Regions from separate parts of the Mus musculus genome. Here all the other regions are linked to region 4. A link is a contact called in public HiChIP or PLAC-seq and promoter capture Hi-C data. All regions are on one chromosome and are shown on one strand. The core of a region is the stretch at or near the end of the contact, and the rest is flanking DNA. Distances in the headings are between cores, read along the strand shown.

Region 1 (2,982 bases), core at 17-2,516, 480 kb after region 4:
TACCACCCCTTCCATGCCTTCCTTTCCTGTTCTCCTTTCAATGCTGACAGCTGCCCCTCCCCAATTACCCTCGTTTCAGCCACTCCACAAGGAGTGTTGTTTTCCCCCAACCCCTAAGATCTAATAATAATGTTCGAGGCAGAAAGTTCAAGGCTGAGCTAATAAATATGGGACTATCAGGCCTGTGTTACCAGGCTCAGCTACAGCCATTTCTGACGTGATGATCCAACAGGTATACAGTGACTGCCTACAATGTCATAAGCAGTGTCCTACATGCTGGGGACACCTCTCTCTCTCTGTCACTACATATATATATATATATTGTCAAGAATAATGTTTTATTAAATAATTTCTCAAAGCCACCTTCCCATGTTTGTACAAATAATACAAATGAATACAAATTTTCATTGTTTTAACAGCTAAGTAGTACTTCATTGTAAGAACACACCACAATGTGTACCACTTTATTATAAAGTTTTAAAAACAAGCCACATTCCCTTTGTTTATAATGTGTGGTACAACTTTAAGTGTAATACTTAGGCAGACCTGGGGCAATCTGATTGAGGACATTTTGGGCAATGTTCCCTATGCAAGAGTGGAGAGACTGGACTGGCTCAGTCTGAGACACTTTCTATGGTAGAGGGGGGAAGTTCAGTGGCTGCGATCAGTGCTGGCTGGTGGCCTGAGAGTTCACACCCGGACTGGCTCCCATCACCCTCCAGTGCTTTAGAAATAACCTGGATTTATATTACCCACACATAGCATGGTGCCATTGTTCTGCCTCCAGGATCCCTGTCTGTGCAATAAATTCTGTAGTGTACTGAATAAACAAAGGGAAAAGAAAGAAATAAACTTAAGATTGTGAAATGAGAGCCAGGCAGTGGTGGCACATGCCTTTAATCCCAGCGTTAGGAGGCAGAGGCAGGGGGATTTCTGAGTTCGAGGCCAGCCTGATCTAGAGAGTGAGTTCCAGGACAGCCAGGGCTACACAGAGAAACCCTGTCTCGAAAACAAAAACAAACAAAAAAGCAAAACAAACAAAAACCCAAATCAAAAGATTGTGAAATGAGAAGTCAGAGGTGTGTGTGTGTGTGTGTGTGTGTGTGTGTGTGTGTGTGTGTGTGTGATACAGTCCTGCACAGGGCTGTAGGCAGTGAATCCTTTGCCCCATAGTTACAGGCAGCAAATCTGTTTTGGTGAGTTAAAAAACACAGTTAAAAGTTCTTGCTTCATATTCCCTCCCATTATCAGGCCCAGGCTCGTTTGAAGCTGCTCAAGAATAAGCAGTGTGAAGACCGCAAGTTCTGTCTCCGGGAGACACCTTCTCAGGCGCTGCAGTAACCCAGAAGCCCGGGGCATTCCTCACAGTTTCTTATCTGGGTGGTAAAAGCAGGATGCAGCCTAATTGGTTGCTGGTTCTCTCTGGTGAACGCAAGAGGTTTCTGTTTTAAGAAATAAAGTGACTTCTTGGCGGTTGATTCACTGCCCCACGGGGAGAGGCTGAGCAGAGGCTTCCTCTCCGTAGAGATTTGCATACAGCATCCACTTCCTGCTCGAGAGCCTGCTCCACCACTTACCTGGGACTGGAGAGGGCGAGGGAGGTCTGAGCGGCCCAAGGTGGATCCCCGTGAGCAGAGCCAGCGACCACCCCCTGGGCCGTCTGTCGGTGGCGATCTTAGGTAAGTGAACTCACTGGTGCCTGGCTGCTCTGACCTCTTTAACCACTGGCCGGCTTTCCAGTCCACTGGCTTCTCTGTTGCCACAAGGTCCTGATCTCACTTCCCTCCGCCCTCCGCCCTCATGCCCCCACCTTTACCTTGTCCATCTGGAGGCCAGTTTGAGCTGAGACTGTGACAGAGTTCCAGCAGGAATGTGGCGCCAGTTTAGGGTTTCTCTCGGGCAGGCCTGGCTGAGTTTAACTCTATAAGGAGAGGCACACAGCACTACACGCTGCCGGGTTGGAGTTTTCAGTACTCATAGTCAGCCATCAAGAAATCAAAGTACGCAGTGAGTTCAGGGCCAGCCTGGGTGACGTAGCAAGAACCTGTCTTTAAAAACGAATCAAAACTGTTTCTCCAAGGAGGGAGCCATGGTAGAAAGGATTAAGTACTTGGCTTTCAGCCCAAGACACGTCAGGGACTGCGGGAAGGCCAACTCCCAGTTTTTCTCTATTTTATGCTGGGGGAAAATACCAGCCTCACATTCTTGGGTCAGAAAGTGCTCGCCGCCCCCCCCCCACATTCCCCCCCCCCCCAGGCCTCCATTTCCTTTAGCCAGTGGTTTGCTGGGTCTGGATGGTGCTGGGGAGGCCAGAGAAGAAACACTGGATCTTGGAAGCTGCCTTCTCTGTGACTTCCTAGTTCACAGTGGCCTCTTAGACTAGAGACTTTTTCTAAGGGTGTCGTGGAAAGAAACCAAATTAGTAATTGAAAAAAGCAGAAAACGTGCTTCCAAGTTCTCCCTCCACTTTGGTGTGGGTGCATCTCTTAGGCAATTCTCTTTGGCTCCCAGATGCCTGGATTTCTTCATCCACAAAGTGTGTGTGTGTGTGTGTGTGTGTGTGTGTGTGTGTATACATATGTGTGCACTCACACACTAACATGATTATGTCTAAATTCTTTTCTAAGAAACCAAGGCCAGGGTAGTCCCAGAAGGGTACTACCATAATGGGTGGTCTCTAAAACTTGTTTTGTTTACTGATTACTACACATATATATTTTACCCCTGCTACTAGTGCATTAGGAAGGCCTTTGCTTCTATTTTTCCAGCCCCCAGAACCTGGCATGTCATCAGATGCTGTAGAGGCACTCAATCTTGCACGTAAACTTTGAAAAAAAGTTTTTTTTTTTTTTTTCTCAGTTTCCCTCATCTGCTTTCCAGGGTGAAGGTCAAGCAGCTGTCAGGGCAGGCAGCCTGTGGTGGGGTGGTGGGGTGGTGGGGTGTTGGGGTGTTGGGGTGGTGGGGTGGTGGTGAGGTGGGGGT
Region 2 (2,856 bases), core at 102-2,601, 420 kb after region 4:
ACACCCGCTATTCCTTCACCATCTTCTTCCTGTTCTCGTCCCCCAACCTGTCCCCTGCAGATGACTTTCCAATACTTCGTCTTCCCTCTTCACCCCAGTGTAGGATCTCCGGCTCGTGAGTAACCGCGTCTCCATTCTGCAGGTGCGAAGTTTCCCATTAAGTGGACAGCCCCCGAAGCGGCCCTGTATGGAAGGTTCACAATCAAGTCTGACGTATGGTCTTTTGGAATCTTACTCACAGAGCTGGTCACCAAAGGAAGAGTGCCATACCCAGGTAAGGACACAGACCCGAGAAACGGTTTGTCTGTTGGGTTCTATTTTAACTTCATTTTACAGGAGTCTTGCCCAGCTGCCTTTCTAAGCCCTGTGCTCAGCCTTCTGCCAAGGTATTTAGCCAGGGGAATGCAGAACTCAGAATTGCCGTGACCTGTACACCAAATTCAATGTGCTAAGCAGCTGGTATAAATGTTCCAGTTCCCACAGGTCATGGAATTTGTCCTGTCTCAGTAGGTGCATGTGTCATGGCTCCCACAGCAGAAATGTCCCTGGCAGAGCCTGTGCCCAAATGGAGCTTGTAGACACGTCTGGGAAAGGGAAGGAGAAAGGGTCCTGTTGCCTTTTGATCTCGTAGCACTGACCCACAGAGCAAGCCTGGCAGGAAGATGCCCGTCCTGTTCTCTCTGAGGCTCCAGCCCCAGATGGCCCCAGGCGGAGGTGCAGGAAAGGCAGTTTAGGCTGACCAACCCATTCTCTGCCTGTGGCTGAATGGCCAAGATACACAAAATGGAGTGTATTATGAGGGTGCGGGGGCCTCTGGGAGCCTGCAGTTGTTCTGGGCTGTCAGATGCTCCCTCTGTGAAGAAGCTGTGGGTTAAGGTTGCCCATGCTTAAATTCATTAACTTAGCCAGACGGAGACATAAAGGACACGCACCATTTCGCCTCCACACTTTACTGGTTTCAGGGCAGGGACGGTCTGCTTTGTGAAATGTTAAGGACATATTTTTCAGTTACTGCTGAGCAAAGAAAGAGCATAGCTGGCTCACTCCCTTCATTCCCTGCCTCTTAAAAAGGGAGAAAAGAAAAGGCCCACAGTGATGGCACCGATAGTAGAGATTAATGAGGAATGTAGGGCTCTTGCAAATCCTGGGCTTGTAATCATATCTCTGCAGTCAGAGGAGCCAGCGAGAGCCGATTAATTTGTAATCCCTTTGTTCATTTTGTCTGATTGTTTCTGGTCATCATCAGAGAACAGAGAAGTGTTCATAAAGAGCCCCTCTGTCTAGGCTAGTACAGCCTCAAGACCTCTAAGGGAGGAAGATTGGCACTGAGGCAGGATTCACAAGTGCCAGGCTCTGAAGCCCCAGCCCAGCATTGGGAGGTGTGGGTGTGTGCGTCTTCTTTATTGCTGCTGCTGCTGCTGCTGTGGCTGCGGCTGCTGCAGCGGCTGCTGCTTCCGGCATGCACAAGTGGGCAGACACTCTGGGAATAGTCAACTGGCAGAGAAGAAAGGGCTGCCCAGGAGGGGGTGGGGCCCAGCAGGGGTGCTTTTGAATTGCTTCTCAAGGATGAAAATATACCGTCTCCAGGTTTTAAAAGTGAGAAGGCACTTTTTAAAAATTATTATTGTCTATATTTTGAACTAATTTCTTCCTGATCTCCCCAGGTTTATAGACACCCGGTGTGTTAAAAGCAATCACAGGAAAAGGTTAATGTTGTTTTGCATTTCCGTGAAGCTTTCTCTTACAGTAACACAAAGATGCTTTTTGTTCTTGGGTCACACACACACACACACACACACACACACACACAGAGGCCAAGACAAAGAGGTGGGTGTGGGGGCTCAGAAGAGGAAGTATTTGGAGACCGGGGTTTTGTCAGGTTGGGTTTTAGCACAAAGAAAATAACCTAGGTTTACAAGTCTGAGTGGATGCCTTCACTCAGCATCATTTTGTGTGGCCTGGCCTAGCATTTGTTCCCTTGGGAAGTAGCACAAATGAGCCATTCAGCTCTCAGGTGGCACTGATGAGTTCCTGTCCCCGAGCAGGTACTATTCGAGCTGGAGGGAAAACCATGAGCCACTAAATAGTCCTGCCCTCACGGAGCGTTACTGCGGGAGAGTGTTTGTGCCGTGCTTATGGAGGGGAGGTTACTTAGATGGGCAGACTGTGTGTGCTCCCCGACCTGAGTTCTCATTATATATATGGCAGAATCGGGGACACAAGATAGCCCTTCATTGAGAGACCCATGAAGAGAGCAGAGGAGTTAAGTGAGAACTGGGTCCAGCAGAGTATGTGTATTTACTATGCCTTCCATGACTGCAGCTGCCTGCAGGGGCCATGGGCAAGGGAGAAGGCAAGTAAATGAGACCATGGAGAGCAAGAGGCTCGCTCACGATGAACAAGATGTGTCGTCCTGCCTGTCACCCGGAAAAGCTGCAGAGACTGTAGGGAGGGTCTGAGACGATGGATGAGGTGACGTCCTTGATGGCCTTAGAAAGGGGACCGAGCCAGTTGTGAGGGGTCTGTGTGCTGCCGTGAAGAGCCATTGGAGCCTGGCAGGTTGACTTGATGGCCCAGAGAGCTGCCTGCAGCAGAGAGGCCATTCCAGACCTGTTCTCATAGCCACGGACACTGCTTAGTTTTATTTTGTAACTCAGCTACTCAGTTGGGCTTCTGAAAGTGACAGAAACTCTAAGGGAGGAGCTCCTGCAGAGACATTATAGTTACAGGGTTGCTAGCCTAGCAGAGGGTAGCACTTAGCATTGTCCACATGTCACCATGGTTGTCGCTGTGGCCCAGTCGGCCAGCCTGTGCTGAGTGCTCACCTTGCTTCAGCCCTCCTGCACTGGATCTCCC
Region 3 (3,005 bases), core at 390-2,889, 460 kb after region 4:
CAAGAGAGAGAGCATGTGTAAGGCCCCAACTCAGTGTGTTTCTTAGACCCCTAGAAACGAAGCCCAGCATGGAGTTCTTTCCCACCCAGGCGCCTGACCCATAGTGTAAGGGACCATGAACGTTTACCAAAAATAGCCTGTAACCTTTCCATGAGAGATGAGCTGTAATTCACCATCCCCATTTTTACGATGTTTATTCAACTTCCCCAGTCTTTGTGATCTTATCCTCCCCTCACTTTACGGTTTATTCTTTAAAGACCCTGTGTGGGTTACAAGCTCGGCCTCAGCATGCTGATTCCCAAATAAACCTCATGGGATATTGCATCGGGCATCGGCTCATCCTGGGACTTCAGCATGGGTCTCCCCAAAACGGGGTCTTTCACATGAAGGATTCATCTTGATGGGAAAACCCCCCATCAGACAAGGAAATCAAGAGTTTAGGCACAGAAGGATGTAGGTTCCAATACAGACCCAGTTGCCTTCCTTTTTGGTCCATCATTCCTGAATGCTGCTGTCAGCCACATGGTCTCTAACAGTTCCCACCAGTATTCCACTTATGTTCTAACCTATGATGAAGGAAGGAAAAGAGGTCTGTGTGACTCCAGAGCCCCACACAACACATCTCAGAGATTCTTGATCAGGACACAGCACCATGCCTAGCCACAGGGAAGGCTGAGGAAGGCAGTCAGTCTTTCCTCTGGGTAGCAGTTTACCTGACTAACTATTCGAATACTGTGGAGGAAGTAAGGAGTGGGCTCTAGGCTTCATCTGTTAGCCTTCTGGTGAAGAGCCAGTCACCTTACCCTCCAAGGAGGACCCAGGTGAACCTACAGGGTCAGCTGGCACATCTTCAAGGAACAGAGGGCCTGTGAAGGCTGTTCCCACAGAGGTCAGAAAACCAGGTATGGACCTTAGGGCCTATTCTCACTTAACAAGTATGATGGTTTGTATATGCCTGGCCCAAGGAATGACACTATTTAGAGGTGTTGCCTTGTTGGAGTAGGTGTGACTTTGTTGGAGTAGGTGTGTCACTGTAGGTATGGGCTTTAAGACCCTACTCATAGCTGCCTGGAATCAAGTCTTCCACTAGCAGCCTTCAGATAAAGATGGAGAACTCTCAACTCTACCTGCACCATGCCTGCCTGGATGCTGCCATGCTTCCACCTTGATGATAATAGACTGAACCTCTGAAAGCCAGATCCAACTAAATGTTGTCCTTATAAGAGTTGCCTTGGATATGGTGTCTGCTCAGAGCAGTAAAACCCTAACTAAGACAAGAGTAAGAGTACTACAGAGAGGACCAAACTACTGGACTGAACAAAAAGAGCTCAAGTTTCCCTCTCCCTCTCCCTCTCCCTCTCCCTCTCCCTCTCCCTCTCCCTCTCCCTCTCCCTCTCCCTCTCCCTCTCCCTCTCCCTCTCTTTCTCTGTGTACAAGCTTGCACATATGTGTGTGCAGATGTGCATTGTACATTAATCTGTATGCATGGTACATGTACAGGTCAGAGGGTGCAGTTTACCACGCTTTGAGACTGAGTCTCACTAATCTGAAAACTGCCAAGCCAGGCTGACAGGCCAGAGTGCCTGGGGGAACTGATGGCTCCATTTCCCTAGTACTGGGAACTGTGCCCTTCCCCCTAGCCTTGAGTGGCCTAAATCAGACCTTGTTTGTCACAGTTCCCTAGCCCACCTAGGGTGGAGTCTTCTGACCTAGGTGAAGTCTATTGTCCTGCCACTACCTGCTGAGAGGCTGAGCTTGTTTTCCCCAGGAGATCCTGGCAAAGTGGGGGGATGGGTTTCCCCCTTTAAATTCAGACTTAAGAATTAAACATTGGGCCTTGATCAGAAACTTTGTCTTGGTCTCATTCCTCTCTTGTCTGTCCTTCCTATCCATCCCCAGCTCTCCTTCCAGATACCCAGTTCTCCATGGCCACTGGTAGCTACCAGAAACCATTGCAACCATGAACCACCATGTCTGGTTCATTTTGTGGGGGGAGGGGGAGGGGTCCTGAAGATCAAAGTCAGATCCTCATGCCCACAAGGCAGCAACTGAGTTATCTCCCTAGCCCCTGGGTCAACCTTACAAAGACCATAGGTCCTTTCCTCTCAGTCCAGTGGGGAGGAGTTTTAGGAGCTTTGGGGGGCTTTGGGGAGGGTGTGCATGTTAAGTGCAATTTCTCTCTCTGTGTCTCTGTCTATCTCTGCCCAAGAGTCGTCCTCTTGGCCTTCTGCTTGTAAACTGCAATTCTAAGAATGTCTCTTTTATAAATTGCATTACTAGCTGTGTTTACTCTTTCTTCTCCATGTAGTCTGCCAAAAGTAGGCAGAGCTGAGAGGAGAAAATGTCTTAAATTGATGGAATAAACAATTTTTCTTCTTCTAGGAAGGCGCCAAGCTTACAGATGAGGATGGCTCTGCCAAGCTCAGGTTTGCCTGTCGTGATCTCCACCATCACCTTGTCCCCAGAGGGACCACCAGGCAAGGCAGGGCAGAGCCCAGGAGAGACCAAAGGCCCTTGGGAGGCTCAGCTCCTGTTATAGGGAAACTGGGGTTTCCTTTTGTGGATTCTGAGACAAAATAATTTCAGATAGACTCAGAGGGAAGCTTGTGGACTCTTTTATTGGCGCTCAGGAGTAAACCACAAGGTCAGGAAGCTACAAACCTCAACTGCTGCCTGGAAAGGGGAGCTGGAGAGGAGAGCATGACATGCCTTCCGAGGTAGGTTTCAGGAGAGTTGGCAGGTTCTGCAAGGAAGGGCGCCAAGTAACTGGGGCTTGGAGGGGGTTAAAGAAAGAGAGTGTACAGAGGTTGGAAGCAGGAGGAGGTTTTGGCCTTTAGCCAAAGATGAGACAAGGGGAAAGGAGAAGTTACAGTTTTGGAGTTAGAACTGGGGAAAGCAGGCTGTCTTAGTAGGAAAGATCTGCAAACAGCTGGACTGAGGGAGGGACTTCTCAGGGAGGTACACACATGTTATCTCATTAAGAGAATAATTATTTCCCCCATCTC
Region 4 (2,753 bases), core at 97-2,596:
CCCACTACAACGTCAAAATTCACATCTTTCAAAACTGTGTAATAACAAACTAAGCTGTATCCTGGCGGCTGAATAAGGTATTCTAACCAATCAATCAATTATTGTGGCTCTTATCATGTTATATATCATATTACATATCATGACAAATTAATAGCAAGTATAATTTAACTTTTGCTAAATGAAGATTAAAGGTTTTGTAGTTTCTCAGAATTTCTGTGGAAAATATTAACTTCATTAAAGCATTAAAGTTAGTGAGGGGATTTGTGTGTGTGCACACTTATGGAAACAAGATGTGAAACATGAAGTGTTTTCCTTAGTTATCCTTCATCTTACTTTGTAAGACATTGTCTCCTATTGAGCCCTGAATCTGACACTCACAGTTTCAGCTAGACTCTGTGGATCTCCCTTCTCCAGCCTTCCAAGCCTAGAGTTACAGGCTCCCAGATTTTTGTTAAGTGCTGGGGTCTGCATTTATGTCCCCGTGCTTCAGAGACAAGCATTTTACTGACTGGGCCATCTCTCCAGCCTAAATTCTTAATTTAGTTCTTAATTAAAGCCTCATTTAATTTGCCCAGTAAAAATTCAATTTCTGAAAAATAACCTTTTTTTCCCCTTTCGAACTTCGTGCCCCACCCCTGCCTTTAAAAAATCTCGTCTACATTGTTCATACATCAAATCAAACGCCTTAACTTTTAACCCATCTTTTCTTTTCCTAGACCCTTGTTCATTGAATATTATGGCTCTCCTTGTCAGCGCCATGTAATATTTTAGGTCATATCTTTTGAGTGCATCGAGTGTATCTTCAATGGCATTGCCGGCTGTTGGAAGTTGGATTTGTGTAGATGTTTTGAATTATCCAGAAATCTTAAGTTTGAAGAGTGCATCGCTTTGGCCTCTGAACTTAGCTGTGGTATTTGGTCGGAGTGTACCTAGCTTCCCTTGTTCCCAGATAAGCCTATTTGTCTGGGGTGTCTCTGTGTTCCTCCACATTCGTTTTCTGTTAGATAACGACACTAGCGGGCATCATCCTGAGAAATCGGACCCACTGTCCTGGCTGTTTAGGCTGTGAGCCTCTCAAAGCCCGTGATCAAAGTTAAAGTCCCTTATCTTAAATGCCTCTCTGAAACCTAGTTACCCGTCAGTTACCAGGGCCTCCGGAGCTGCAGATGCTCAAGGATGTTGACAGGGCAGCTAGGATTTACCTGCCGGAGGCCCAGTCGCTATGGTAACGGCTAGCCGCAAATGTGCTTGCGCAGAAGTCCTGGCCGTAAAGAAACAAGGGCATTACGACATTGGCTACTTGCGGCAGCGACGTGACTTAAGGCCGCCCCTCGTAGGGCGTCGTTGAGCTCGAAAGCTAAGGCGGGAGTTTGGGCGGGAGTGCTCCTGCTGGTCCTCCCGGCGGAATGACCCAGTCGGTGGTCGTACAGGGTGAGCTACCCCCGTCCGCGGGGACCGGGTCGCTGCGGAGCCAGTCACCTGGTTGCCTTCCTAATGCACCTCTCTCTCTTCCTCGCTACTGGCTGCAGTCGGACAGTGCGGGAACCAGATCGGCTGCTGCTTCTGGGACCTGGCGCTGAGGGAGCACGCAGCGGTCAACCAGGTACCCGCCCCTCCTGCCTGTCACCCGGGCCTGCCAGAGTTCACATGAGGTTTGGGGAGGGGTGCTTTGGATCCTGCTACGGGGCCCTGGCTGACCTGGGACTTGCTGTGTAGATCATGTTCTGGAATTTGCAGCGATCCATCTGTCTCTGCATCCCCAGGACTACCACTATCATGCCCAGATTACTTGGGCTTTTTAATCAGTACCATAAATTGCATAGGATCTTCTCATACCGGTCGTGGCTAGTTTCTTTTTAAACGTGTTGCTGTAAGTCACAGGCAGAAGGCACTTGTCAGGAGTTTGGTCTTAAGTTTCCCTGATCTTTAGCAGTCTCCTCCTCCTCCTCCTCCTCCTCCTCCTCCTCCTCCTCCTCCTCCTCCTCCTCCTGTTGTTGTTGTTGTTGTTGTTGTTTTGAAAGACAGTAGATGCTATAGATGAAAGCACTATAAAGTAGGTAAATACATCAAACGACCAAGAATCCCAAGAAATTCCCACTTGGAGTACCAGCTGTATAATCCTACAGGGTGTGCTTTTTTCATCACTGTTAAACTTAGTCAGGGGTTCTCTTGGCATTTTACCTTTAGATGTAATTGGAAGAGTCGACCTAGGTTTCTTTTTCTTAGAGCCCCTTCAGCGTTGTAGAGTTGCTACAGCTAAAAGGGTTTTAGAGAAAATAAACGTAAATGCTATAGTTTGTTTTGTTTCTAGAAAGGAATTTATGACGACGCTATAAGCAGCTTCTTCAGGAATGTGGATACCAGGTAAGTGGGTGAGTCTGTCTCCGCTTGGTAGGACGCCTCCTTTCCCTGTCAGCAGAATCTTAGAGGATAAGGAAACAGTTGCCAGCTAGGACGGTGTCTGCTGTTCTGATCAAAGCGTATTCTCATAGCCCATTTTCATACCATTCTGCAGAACAGCGCGCTTCCTTGATAGACTTCCGTAAGAAGCCAAAAAGAACCTTTAAAGGGACTCCCAGTAACTTTGAAAACCTGACGTTTTCACTGAGGGTGCCTGCCCACTATGGTATGAGTCTAGCGGGGGCCAGGTTTTGAAAGATTATTTTGCATATTACTTGCCCTCAGAGTATGCAGAAATGAAAGAGGTGGAAACTGCTCACAATGTGTGTTACTTTTCGTTTAGTGTAAGATAC

Evidence for each region. Promoter capture Hi-C pulls out the DNA fragments that hold promoters and counts their contacts. HiChIP or PLAC-seq counts read pairs in DNA pulled down with a chosen protein or histone mark.
Region 1: a promoter capture Hi-C map of embryonic stem cells shows a contact between it and region 4, with 3 times the contacts expected there. The contact joins the promoter of Traf3ip2 here to the promoter of Tube1 in region 4. A contact is called at or near these places in 17 of 39 promoter capture datasets (the 3T3-L1 cell line, the C10 cell line, the HPC-7 cell line and 10 more), 1 of 15 datasets of contacts at CTCF or cohesin (the NIH/3T3 cell line), 1 of 484 Hi-C or Micro-C datasets (bone marrow-derived macrophages), 10 of 115 datasets of contacts at active chromatin or transcription factors (the SCID.adh cell line, bone marrow-derived macrophages, double positive thymocytes and 6 more) and 4 of 9 other capture datasets (adipose tissue, embryonic stem cells, liver and 1 more).
Region 2: a contact with region 4 is called in an H3K27ac HiChIP or PLAC-seq map of extraembryonic endoderm stem cells, with 2.9 times the contacts expected there. The contact joins the enhancer-like site here to the promoter of Tube1 in region 4. A contact is called at or near these places in 2 of 39 promoter capture datasets (embryonic stem cells and liver), 6 of 115 datasets of contacts at active chromatin or transcription factors (bone marrow-derived macrophages, embryonic stem cells, extraembryonic endoderm stem cells and 3 more) and 3 of 9 other capture datasets (adipose tissue, liver and macrophages).
Region 3: a promoter capture Hi-C map of stem cell-derived epiblast-like cells shows a contact between it and region 4, with 2.5 times the contacts expected there. The contact joins the enhancer-like site here to the promoter of Tube1 in region 4. A contact is called at or near these places in 10 of 39 promoter capture datasets (the 3T3-L1 cell line, the C10 cell line, the SN4741 cell line and 6 more), 4 of 115 datasets of contacts at active chromatin or transcription factors (bone marrow-derived macrophages, double positive thymocytes, embryonic stem cells and 1 more) and 1 of 9 other capture datasets (liver).

Annotation. Positions count from the first base shown.
Region 1 is chr10:39,611,668-39,614,649 of GRCm38.p6, forward strand. It overlaps Traf3ip2 (TRAF3 interacting protein 2), which reads left to right and starts at 1,267. Exons shown (of 9, transcript NM_134000.3): 1 at 1,267-1,679. Gm16364 (predicted gene 16364) reads right to left here and starts at 2,015. Exons shown (of 6, transcript NR_152259.1): 1 at 1,817-2,015.
Region 2 is chr10:39,551,245-39,554,100 of GRCm38.p6, forward strand. Fyn (Fyn proto-oncogene) reads left to right here. Exons shown (of 14, transcript NM_001122893.1): 13 at 143-274. Among named protein-coding and RNA genes, the nearest start is that of Gm40627, 38 kb to the right of the region's middle. Within about 2 kb of position 1,352, at least 79 of the 459 cell types and tissues checked have an H3K27ac peak or open chromatin away from gene starts, as enhancers often do. A contact at or near this core is called in extraembryonic endoderm stem cells, where this site is marked.
Region 3 is chr10:39,593,257-39,596,261 of GRCm38.p6, forward strand. All of the region lies in intron 2 of Gm16364 (predicted gene 16364), which reads right to left. Gm40627 (predicted gene, 40627) reads left to right here. Exons shown (of 4, transcript NR_166645.1): 3 at 2,383-2,717. Among named protein-coding and RNA genes, the nearest start is that of Gm40627, 4.4 kb to the left of the region's middle. Within about 2 kb of position 1,640, at least 18 of the 459 cell types and tissues checked have an H3K27ac peak or open chromatin away from gene starts, as enhancers often do. A contact at or near this core is called in stem cell-derived epiblast-like cells, where this site is marked.
Region 4 is chr10:39,132,677-39,135,429 of GRCm38.p6, forward strand. It overlaps Tube1 (tubulin, epsilon 1), which reads left to right and starts at 1,347. Exons shown (of 12, transcript NM_028006.2): 1 at 1,347-1,431; 2 at 1,530-1,603; 3 at 2,312-2,364. The coding sequence starts at 1,407. Fam229b (family with sequence similarity 229, member B) reads right to left here and starts at 1,230. Exons shown (of 5, transcript NM_183254.2): 1 at 1,147-1,230.